Regions from separate parts of the Rattus norvegicus genome. Here region 2 is linked to region 1. A link is a contact called in public Hi-C data. All regions are on one chromosome and are shown on one strand. Each heading gives the region's core, a stretch centred on a gene start, on an enhancer-like site or on the middle of the called end of the contact. The rest is flanking DNA. Distances are from core to core; before and after follow the strand shown. Region 1 overlaps Enthd1 (ENTH domain containing 1). Region 2 overlaps Grap2 (GRB2-related adaptor protein 2).

What was found. Hi-C and Micro-C count contacts between places; a contact is called where the count stands out from the background.
Region 2: a Hi-C map of frontal cortex shows a contact between it and region 1, with 2.3 times the contacts expected there. The contact joins two enhancer-like sites. A contact is called at or near these places in 2 of 12 Hi-C or Micro-C datasets (the A7r5 cell line and frontal cortex).

What each region holds. Positions count from the first base shown.
Region 1 is chr7:113,923,550-113,928,785 of GRCr8, reverse strand. The region is part of intron 5 of Enthd1 (ENTH domain containing 1); the gene reads left to right. Among named protein-coding and RNA genes, the nearest start is that of Enthd1, 63 kb to the left of the region's middle. Within about 2 kb of position 2,720, at least 6 of the 93 cell types and tissues checked have an H3K27ac peak or open chromatin away from gene starts, as enhancers often do.
Region 2 is chr7:114,034,990-114,040,360 of GRCr8, reverse strand. The region is part of intron 1 of Grap2 (GRB2-related adaptor protein 2); the gene reads right to left. Among named protein-coding and RNA genes, the nearest start is that of Grap2, 40 kb to the right of the region's middle. Within about 2 kb of position 1,515, at least 11 of the 93 cell types and tissues checked have an H3K27ac peak or open chromatin away from gene starts, as enhancers often do.

The DNA.
Region 1 (5,236 bases), core at 1,471-3,970:
TCAGTGATGTGTTCAGAGAAGTTTAAGGAGTCTTTCCTTCAGAGCGTGTGAGTGTATGCTTCACAGGGTGAAAGCGCTGTGCTGTCAGATTATAGGTGTGGCTCAGTCAGTGGAGTGCAGGCTATTCAAGTATCAGGACCTGGGTTCAGATACCCAGAGCCTATTAAAAGCCTAGCACAAAATAGACTCTAACATAACCCCCCAAGGAAGCATGAGAAGCCCTCTTTTGAGTTGTTAGCCAGGGTTGTCCAAGAGAACCTAAAACACAAACATTATAGGCTACTCTGCTGTCCTTGGTTGCCCCCAGGAGGTAGAAGGTAGGCCCTGTCCCTGAAGACACCATGCATTTCAGACACTCAGGCCCCAGCACCTGAGCTGGCTCTGACCTGAAAGCCTCCTCCTTCAGGACTAGTTTTCATGGTGCCAGAAGGTGACGTTCAGCTTCCCAAGGAGGGTGACAACCAACAGTGTACCCAGCTGTGATGCCAACGACCACATCAACAGCCAGCATGACACAATGGTGCTAAGGGTGAGGTAGTGACCTGCACACTGGGGCAGTAACCAACAGCTTTCTGATTGGGCTTAAGACTGCTCAACAAGAAGGAAGTCGTGCCTGGCTCTGGAAACCTAGCCGACTACTCAAGGGCACTGAAGTCACGAATCTTGGAGGAGACCCTACAACCATCATTTTAATAAAAGAGCATAGTCCCTAGCTAAATTAGAAATATTTATCTTCATATTTACAGATTAGTGTAGTTCTCACACTTCATCAAGGAAACATCTCTTTGCCACAGAAGGAAACCATTGCAGAACCACAGCCAATCAAAATGCAGAGTTGTGAAGCCCAGTCCTACGCATACACCTGCAACTCAACTCCTGCACCTGAGGAGGGGTCATAACAGAAGAAGGGTCAGGAAGACTGTACGGGCCAGAGAAGCAGGATGTTTGCTAGAAATATCAGAAGATATCCTACATCCATGAAGTCTCTCCAACACGGCTGCCTACACAAGACCTGAACATGGACAATACCAACAGGCGTGTTAATATGGAACGGAGAAAGCTGGTGAAGCCTCAACCTAGACAAAGAACTAAAGGCAAGCAAAGAGTGCTGAGAGCAGGAGACGTCGTCTTCCTCAGGGATGAGGCCCTAATTACTTACTCAACACCAAGTGGCCATCCTGAAAACATGCATCCAAGTAACATACAGACCGATCAGGGTGTATGTGTATATTTAGAAGTGTGTGTGTGTGTGTGTGTGTGTGTGTGTGTGTGTATCAACAATTAAGGAAAAGAGGCCATGAATTTGAAGGAAAACAAGGGAGGGGAGGTGTTACATGGCAACATTTGGAGGGAGAAAAAGGAAGGGAGAAATGTAAGTATATTATAATCTCAAAATTATATTATTTAACAGAAAAAATGGTATAACACATGTATTTTTATAATCATAGCTTTAGGGAAAGGAGGCAGAGACAGGCAGACCCTTCAAGCTCATTGGCCAGCCTAGCCAATGTCCAGCCCAGCTGGGGTGTGCTCCTGGAATCCACATGGTGGAAGAGGCGAGTGGTCCTGCACAAGTTGTCCTCTGAGCTCCACACACATGCCAGGGTGCGCACCGCCATATGTTGTTCTAAGTATTAAAATTCATATTAAAATATGAAAGTAAGGGTGGTGAGAGATTGAGGAAAGACACTAGATATCAACCCCAGTCCTCTACACAGAAGGTCAAGAGCCCAATATGGGCCACTGCACATACACACAACACTAAATACACACTCAGTAAGACTGTTGGGTGAAGTTCATGGGCTATCTTCACCCTGTTATAATTTCCATGGCTTGAGTTACGTCATCCATCTTGGTTTCAAGTACCTGTGAGAGGTTGTAGAGAGCAGCTTGGCCCGCCACTTCTCTCACAGCTTAGTCCACCTCACTCATTCTCCGTGTGGTGTGGCAGAGGTGGGGCACACTCGCATGCTCAGATGTTCTTGCCTGTGCATGGACACCAGGATTCCTGAGTTCTACCTTGGGCGTATTCCTTTAACTTTTCTACCTTAGTCTTTTGAGGTAGTTCTCTCACTTGACTTGGAACTTGCCATTTTGGCTTGTCTGGCTGGCCTCAAGCCCTTCAATACAGCTCTCTTACCTCCAGCGCTGTGCTTACAGACATATGTTGTGACAGCTGGCTCTCATGTGGGTGTGGGATCTGAACTCATGGCCTCAAGCTTACATGCCAAGCATTTACCCACCGAACCATCTCATCAGCTCCTCAGCGATTGATCAAGATCGAAGGATCTTGAAATGATTCGAACCTGTACTGGCAGTGAGTTTAACAGCTCTTCCTGCCCATCCTGACTTTGTGCAGTGACCACGACTAAACTAACGCACCTTAATACTGTTCCTGTGGGTGACGACAGCACTCTTACTATTACATAAATGATGGCCAAGTGACACTATTCCTCCCCACTAAACTAAAACAGGCTTTTATTTCTGTCTCTGTGATTTGATGCAGATTTCAAAACATTCTTCTGCGTTTCTGTCCAGCTCTCTAACTTACCCTGTCAACAGATGGCTCTGATTTCCATGTTCTGATTTTGGCAACTTCAGCCCAGGCAAAAATAAAATAAGGAAGCTATTCTGACGAGGCCTTCCGGTCTGCTCCTTGCCTCTCGTCCTGGTTATATCTCTTCCCTATCACCTGGGGTTAGACCCTTAGCCTTCATCTCCGTATGTGGTACGTGGCTATCACCCCTCACTGCTGTGTAGCCTTCCCTGTAGATACCCACTGTCATCAGCACCGTGTGTCATGTTTGCTTTCTGTTTTGTTTTAATTGCATGCAGGACTTGTATGATCTCACATAAATCGTCCAAGACTCCTAGATCTTGTGGACAAGAAATTCTCCAAGCCAGTTATTTTTAAGCTAGATACCGGCTCCTTGAAAACACCTAATCATGCCAGGTTGTTTCCTAAAGACCTAGTTTCTACAAGTTCCCCTGATCTTGTCATGTTTGAAAAGCCTCCAAGGTAGCGGGTGAGATGGTCTCGAGTTTGTTCTAAACTGTTTTTTTTTTTTTTTTGAATGAAGTTGAGTGTGTTTTAAAGTGTGGAAGCCTTCCACACACTGACTCACCCCTGCTTCCCTGTGTGAAGCATCTGCACGTATCTTTTGGCCATTTGTCTGCTTGGTTGTTTGTGTGTTTCCTAGTTGATCTGTAGGAGTCTGTGTCGGGGTGGGAGGCTGAGCCCGCCATCATGCGTGGTTTTGCAGCTCACCGTGCTTTTACACTGCAGATGGAGCCTTGCAAAACAGAAGTTTGGAATTTTAATGAGGCAGAACATTATTCTTTATGATCTGAGTTTTTGTGTCTTCTCTAATTTGGGGCATTTCTTCCTCGTCCTGGGAGCATAGTGCTATATGGGCCAACTTTTAAAAAAGAGTTTACTTTACACAAACAAAACACTAGTACACAGTTGATGGTGGTACGTAATTGAAGTAGGCATCCAGTTTTTCTCCATAGAAAAGCTGCCCAGGAATCATTAATTGAAACGTCTGTCCTTTCCCTCAGTGAGCTGCAGGGCCATGGGTATTCTAAAGCACCGTTCACGTGCACACAAATGTGCTCCTAGGCCGTGTTAGAGCCATCAGGTATGTGAGGACACCTGTATAGCAAACAGTTTTCATTACGCTATGTTTATAACCACTCCTGACAGACTCTCCTTCAGCAGCAGTGACTGGCCACCCCTCTACTCTCCTGCATGAAAGCTCGTCAAATGCCCTAAAAATTCCACTGGAGTTTTGATTGGCACAGAGTTGAATCTTTAAAGCCATTTAGAGAAATGAAGTCTTTACAACATCAAAGTATCCCACCCACTTAATTTTAACCTTCTGCATTTAAGTTGTTTACATACAGGTGTCTTGTAGCTTTGTCTAGATTTAGTCCCGTGTGCTTAATATGCGTGTGTTTTCAGTACAAGATGGTACAATTATGATTTTTCAACTTAAGGTCTAAAACTTCACTTTGAATTTGGAATTGCAGTCTTTTCTGGGATAGCAATCTGCCACATATTTTGGTGGTAGTGCTGGCCAGAGGCTGAATGCCTGAGTCCTCAGTCAACCCTGTGATCTTATGGGGCTCTCCCTGGGGCTCAGCAGGGTTTAAGGAGGCAGGTAAGCTCGGCGTGTTACTGCACTGGCAGTTGGCTCTATTTTCAGTCGACAATGGCTTGATCAGCCTTACCTCATCAGGATTGCCCCAAGTCTTGAGACATACCTCTGTTTTTATGGCTCCCCTAAGAAGCTTCATTTGATAAATTTCATTTCTGTTTGTTGATGGTGAAGATAAGTGGGATTAATTTTTTGTATATTAATTATACCCTTAACTAAATTCTTAGAATTTTCCTGATTTATGTATAGATCCTTCTGAGTATCTCATATTGGAAACCATATCATCTGTAAATAATGGAGACTTAGTTCTTCACTGGCAAACTTGTATGTGACTCTCCCATTCTCCCCTCCCCACACACATACACATACACATACACACATATGCACTTCACACACTGCTGGGTATCAGCATGGCCAGGGCTTCTGAAACCTGGTCCATACCTATATGAGGTTGGTGTCAACCCCAACTAATTGGAGACATTCACTGCACACTGCACACTGCACACTGCACATTGCACATGCAGATTCCTACTGTTAATTTATCGGCAGTTTTTCTCAAGACTTATATTTCAGATTCTCTCCACTTAGCATCTATTTCCATACTACAGATTTCTCTCTTTTAAACTATCAGTTTTATAAATCATTGATTTCTAAGTGTTAACCTTGAATTCCAGAGAAAAACTTCAGTTGGCCTGGTAAATTCTCTTTTCTGCTTATTTCTGGCTTTGGTTTAGCAGTGTTTTGTTCAGTAGCTAAGCACGTGTGTCTCGAGTGGCGTTAAGATTATCTTCTCTCAAACTCTCTTTGTTGTGTTTTGATGCTGGAGGTGTTCTTTTCCTTTTTATCTCCTGAATGGAGTTGTGCAGTGTGGCAAAGTCAGGAGCTGTGAGACCCAAGGGGAAACAAGTTCTCACAGTATGATTTGTCCTCAAGACTGCAGGCGGGGATGGCACTCCCATGTGGATTCTACCTTGCTGGATCGGAAGATGTGAGCCAGCCTCGGCACCTCAGTGTGCAGCAGTAGCCTCCACTCACAGCAGTTTGGGTAGTAGTGTGCATGGTCAGGAGGGCGCCCT
Region 2 (5,371 bases), core at 266-2,765, 110 kb before region 1:
AGAGGAAGTGGCTTATGAATAGAAGCCTCTCGGCCCCACCCCCAACTCCCATCCATTTCTGTCTTGTGCGCAGGTGTGTTCCCCGAATAACAGTTCATCTTCTTGCTGCTTCTCTCCTGCAGGAAGCCACCAACAGAGCTGTCTCTAATGACAGGCGACAAAGGGGCAGCTGGCCTGGCAGCAAGGTGCTGAGTGGGCAGGCAGTGAAGATGATACTTTTCCCTTCTCATCTGGAGAAGCCTGGGGCTCTGTCCATCATTGCCCTGACACTGTGGGGGTTGGGGGGAGCAGGCCATTCCAGGCCTTACCTTACATTTCACTATTCCCTATCACCAGGCCCCACCTGGAGACCTTGGCCAACCCAGGATCTGTTGGCTCTCTCATAGTTTTCTAATTTCCAAATGGGAAGCTTTTCTGTGGGTTCGGAGGCACTTGGTGTTCAGGTTGTGGGGTGCATATAAAAGCAGGATGATTTCCACACGTGGAGACAAGCGTACACACGGGGAGAGCCCCCGAAATCCCCAATATCCTTATTTAATTGAACCACTGCTCTGCAGGTCCTGCCGCTGTGATTATGGCGACTGTGTTCCTCTCTGGGAACCTGGATTTCTCTTTCTTAATTAGCTCCCTTTTTTTCCTTCGCAAGTTTTTTTTTTTTTTTTTTGGTTTTGGAGGAAGGAGTGGGAAGAGAGGAAGTGGAAAGGAAGAGAGATGTGAGGATGCTGTCCCCAGGCAGGTCCCCTCCCCTTCTGCCTAAACCCGTTTCATCACTATCTTACGCCCTCTCTGTAATCCCCTCTGCCTGGCTTATATAATCAACTTAAAAAAAAATGCTTATCACATACTATCTTGTTCACCTCCAGACTTTATCGAAGAAAAATACCCTTTTCTTTTTTTCCTTAACTCTAACACACATGTTCTATTAAACTCAGACAACTCCCACCCCATTTTTTTTTTAACCTGTCAAACTGTCAGGCGAGGCTGCCTCAGAAGAAGGGAGGCTCACAGAGGGTGGTGGTGGTGGGGCGTTGGAGATGGGTCAGACAAACCTGCCTTAACCCCTGTTTGCTTACTTGGTGGCCGAGGAAGTTTAGCTCTCTGTGCCTCAGTTTCCCCTCTGAGGATTTAGAGGGCATCCTTGCTCCACCACCTTTCAGGGAAAGTGAGTGCAGCAACCTCTGCTCAGCCCTGGCATTTGCCTGAATAGTGTCTTTTCCCCAAAGCATTTTGGCATCAGAGTATTCCACCAACATTTTTTGTAGAGAAAAACAAATGTCAAAACTGCTTTTAAAAGTGTAAATCCACCAAACATATGCTCCTTTTTTCTCGTTTGAAGCCTCCATTTCCCCTCACTTCCCCTGGGCAGGTGCTAACTTCTTTCTCCTGGCCACGAGCCCCGGCTGTGGTGTTAGCCAAAGATACAGCCGTGGCGTGGGATGGAGACCACTCACTAGGTAGGAGGAGAAGGTTGACTAGCCAAGGGGAAAGGAGGAAACTGATTTGGCTTCTACACTCGGCCCAAACACCCAGAGTGAGAGCGTGGTGTGGCTGGCTTAGAACAGGAAGCCCAGGACAGCCGGGGAGGGAACACACCACCCAAGTTTCACCAACGCCTAGAGACAAGAGCTGGCTAAGACCAAGCTGCCAGTGTGTGCTGTGGCCTAGGATGTGCCAAGGATTTTACTGGTGGGCACTGATTGTAATTTTGGGGGAGGGGCAGAACTGGGAATCAAACCTACTAGAGCTAGGCAGGCTCTCTACCACTGGGCTACACCCCCCCAGCTCAACACTTACTGTTGTTAGTGAGCAGACATGGGAGAAGGAAGCAAGATATTAGAGTGTGTGTCTGATGGCTCCTAGGGCTTATGTGCTCTCTCTACTTGGTTTCTGGGCCTCTTTTGGTACTAGCAAAATCACGGGCCTTCCTCCCACCAGGTCAGGATAATTGCTAACTAGCTTAGGCCTGCTGAACCTTCCTGGGTGGCAGGCTGTCAGCTAAGAAATTGACAGCAGCAATTCTCACAGACCATGGAAATTCAAGCCCATTACTTCTTGGTCAAAGAGGCAATGACTGCAATAAACTGACTGACCCCAGAATGGGCAATCGTGGGCTCTAAGGCAATTTTAGAAATGGGAACTGTGTCACTTCACACAAACTACAGTTCCCTTCCCTCCCCCCTTCCTCCTCCCATCGCCTTCTCCCCCCCCTCTCCCACCCACCCCCTACAACACATTCAAGGGTTTTCAAGTTCACTTTCTCCTTTAAACACTAGTCACTTACCATGGCTATATTTAGAATGTATGCTTTAAAGTTCTCCTGTTGTTTTATTAAAACAACACCATGAAAACCTCGAAACAGCAACATTAAAATGTCAAGATCTCACTGGCCCTACTGGAGAGGTCCCTGACAGCCCTACTGGGCTGTCAAGCTGGCTTCTGACCCAGCAATCCTGTGCTTTAAGGCAAGGATAGAAATGGGAGAAAGGCTGATGCATCTGTGGCTGACTGCTCTGTTATCCTTCAGGTTTCCTAGAGCCATAGCAATTGTCTATAGACGCACCGTGCTGCAGGGAAACTCCAGACGGAAACGAAGCATTACAAATACCTTCCTGACTCCGAAAGCATTTTGTGAACCCTGTCAGACGGGCACCGGGAGCGGCTGAGGTAGATAAAAGTAAAGGGCAAGAAAGGGACAGTCGTACAGATTTCTAAAGAAGCCAGTCTTCTTTTCTCCTTCCCATTTTCTATTCATGTCACGGTCCCCCTTCAAACACATTGTGAGGATTTTATGGGGCCTCCACATTCCTTCCTCCTCTTCTTCCCTTCTGCCCATTTCGGGTTTGTTTTTTATTGATCTGGGCTCCGAAAGTTGGTTATATATTTATCATGTGTTTGAAAACCCTCCATCTTTTTTTGCTCTGTGCTTTTTTTGGGCTGTAACATTGCTCATACACATAACAAACACACTCCCTGTCATCTCTCTCCTCCCTCCCAATCTATGCCCGAGGTTCTCATCACTCATATTTGACCAACACACAAAAGTGTAGCCCAGAAGACTCCGTGATCACAGCTACCTTAATCTTTTTGTCACTTTTCCTTGTGTCATCAAATCTCCATTTATCATCGGAACGCTGGCCATTTTTCAGCTCACTGGTTTCCAAGCTTGCAAAAGTGAACATTAACTCAGACAGTCACTTGCTGCCTTCAGTCCATAAGTCTATCCCTGAAAACCTAGGGGTGCTGACAGCTTCATGGAACAAGTTACCCCGAAGAAGCACTAAAAGCTGCCAACCAAAGGGGTGATATTAGCTGGGCATGGTGGGGGTACATGCCTGTAATCCTTAACACTTTGGAGGCTGAGGTAGAAGAATTACAAATTTGATATTGCTTTGTGAACTGTTAATTTGGTGAACCCAAAATTTGGAATACATAGATATATTCTCTCTCTCTCTCTCAAAAAAAAATTCAGTAAATAAGACAAAAAAAAAAAAAAACAAAAAAAACCCCAGTCAAAGGGATACTATTTTAAATTTTGCTGCTTAAGTATAGAGTCAGAATTTTTTTCATTTTAGGAAAATGTAGGCCTTCCTCAAATAAGTTTGGTTAAAGAAAGCCATACCTGCTTTTGCCTTGTAGAATATGGATCTATCTATCTATCTATCTATCTATCTATCTATCTATCTATCTATCTATCTATCACCTGTCTGTCTGCCTGCCTGCCTATCTATCTATCTATCTATCATCTATTTGTCTGTCTGTCTATCTATCTATCTATCTATCTATCTATCTATCTATCTATCTATCTATCAATCATCTATTTGTCTGTCTGTCTGTCTGTCTATCTATCTATCTATCATCTATTTGTCTGTCTGTCTATCTATCTATCTATCATCTATTTGTCTGTCTATCTATCTATCTATCTATCTATCTATCTATCTATCTATCTATCTATCATCTATCTATCTCCATACAGGGTCTCATACTGGATACATAGTTAAGGCTGGCCTCAAACTCCCAACAGAGTCTCTGCCTTTGTTTCCCCAGTGGTGAGATTACAGGTAATCTCACAGCCAGCTGGTCTCGCTTTCGTTTTTTTCTTGGCAGTTTTGATCAAGGAAGGCCTCCAATTTTGGGCTCACCAAGTTGGAAGCAGTTCACAAAGCAATTGAGTTTTTCCTCGGAGGGCGTGTGGGTGCAAGGGAAGCAACCTGGTTGGAAAGCGTAAGTGAACCATTTGGTATGTCTGCTATATCGAACAAAAATGTCTCTCCTCATTCCAAATATTGCTCAAAAAGAAACAACAACAACAACAACAACAAAACCAGACCACCATAAACCCCAGGTTCTTGTTCTTCAGTGTGACTGCTCCAGAATCCTTTATCCCCTGTCCTTGATCTCTGGTCAAGGTCCAAAGGCCTCATCTCAGTCCTCCTCTAGTTCCAGAATACGTCACTGGACTTGAGTTTAGTATTCAGGATGTGGCCTGAGCAGGGTTGCACGGAATAGGATGATCCAATTACTTTCTCTGCTGCTAGCATTTGGTAATTGTGTTATACATGGCTGCTGGCTGTTCCGGAGCTAAAATACTCTAGGGATGCAGGTGTGTTAGACAGGAAGATGGTGACACTAGGTCACTTCTATTGTGGGACTTTTGAACCACAACACAGAGCTTCAGGTGGCCCTCAGCATTTTATTTCATTTTCTTCTGTTCCTTTGGTCAACTACCAGTCCAGTTGGCATGCAGGCGTTTTGATGTTTCTTCCTTCTCCTCTTCCTTTTCTTCCCCATGCCTCATTTTATGAGACAGCCTTTCACTGGGCCGGAGCACACCGGTTAGGTAGGCTGGATGACCGGCGAGCCCAAGCATCTACCTATCTCTAATTCCCCTGTATTGTGATCACAGGCACACACAACCACACTTGACTTTTAAATGCAGGTCCTGGGGCTTGAACCCATGTCCCTATGCTTGCAAGGTAAGCATTTTACCTACTGAGCCATCTTCTCAGGCCCAGCTCTTTCTTCTTAAGTGAACTGTGGGACTTTATACTACAGTAATTAGATATGACCTATATATGGCCTTTTGGAGCGAGGCACAGTGGGATTAATGTCCTGGCTCCTTCCTTAATCAGCTGTGTGACCTTTGCCAACTGGTTATCTATGAGCTCCATCCCTTTACCTAAAGCCTCCTTCTGTTGACCCATTAATCAAGATTATTTCACTGTCAAGTATAAACACAATAGAAAAAGATTTATCTGTTTTCCTGTCTCCCTCTCTTCCTTCTCTTCTTAACGGGATCACAGGTAGCCCAGGATGGCTTCAAACTCAAGAGTAGCCAAGGATAACCTTGAACTTCTGGTCCTTTTGTCTCCAC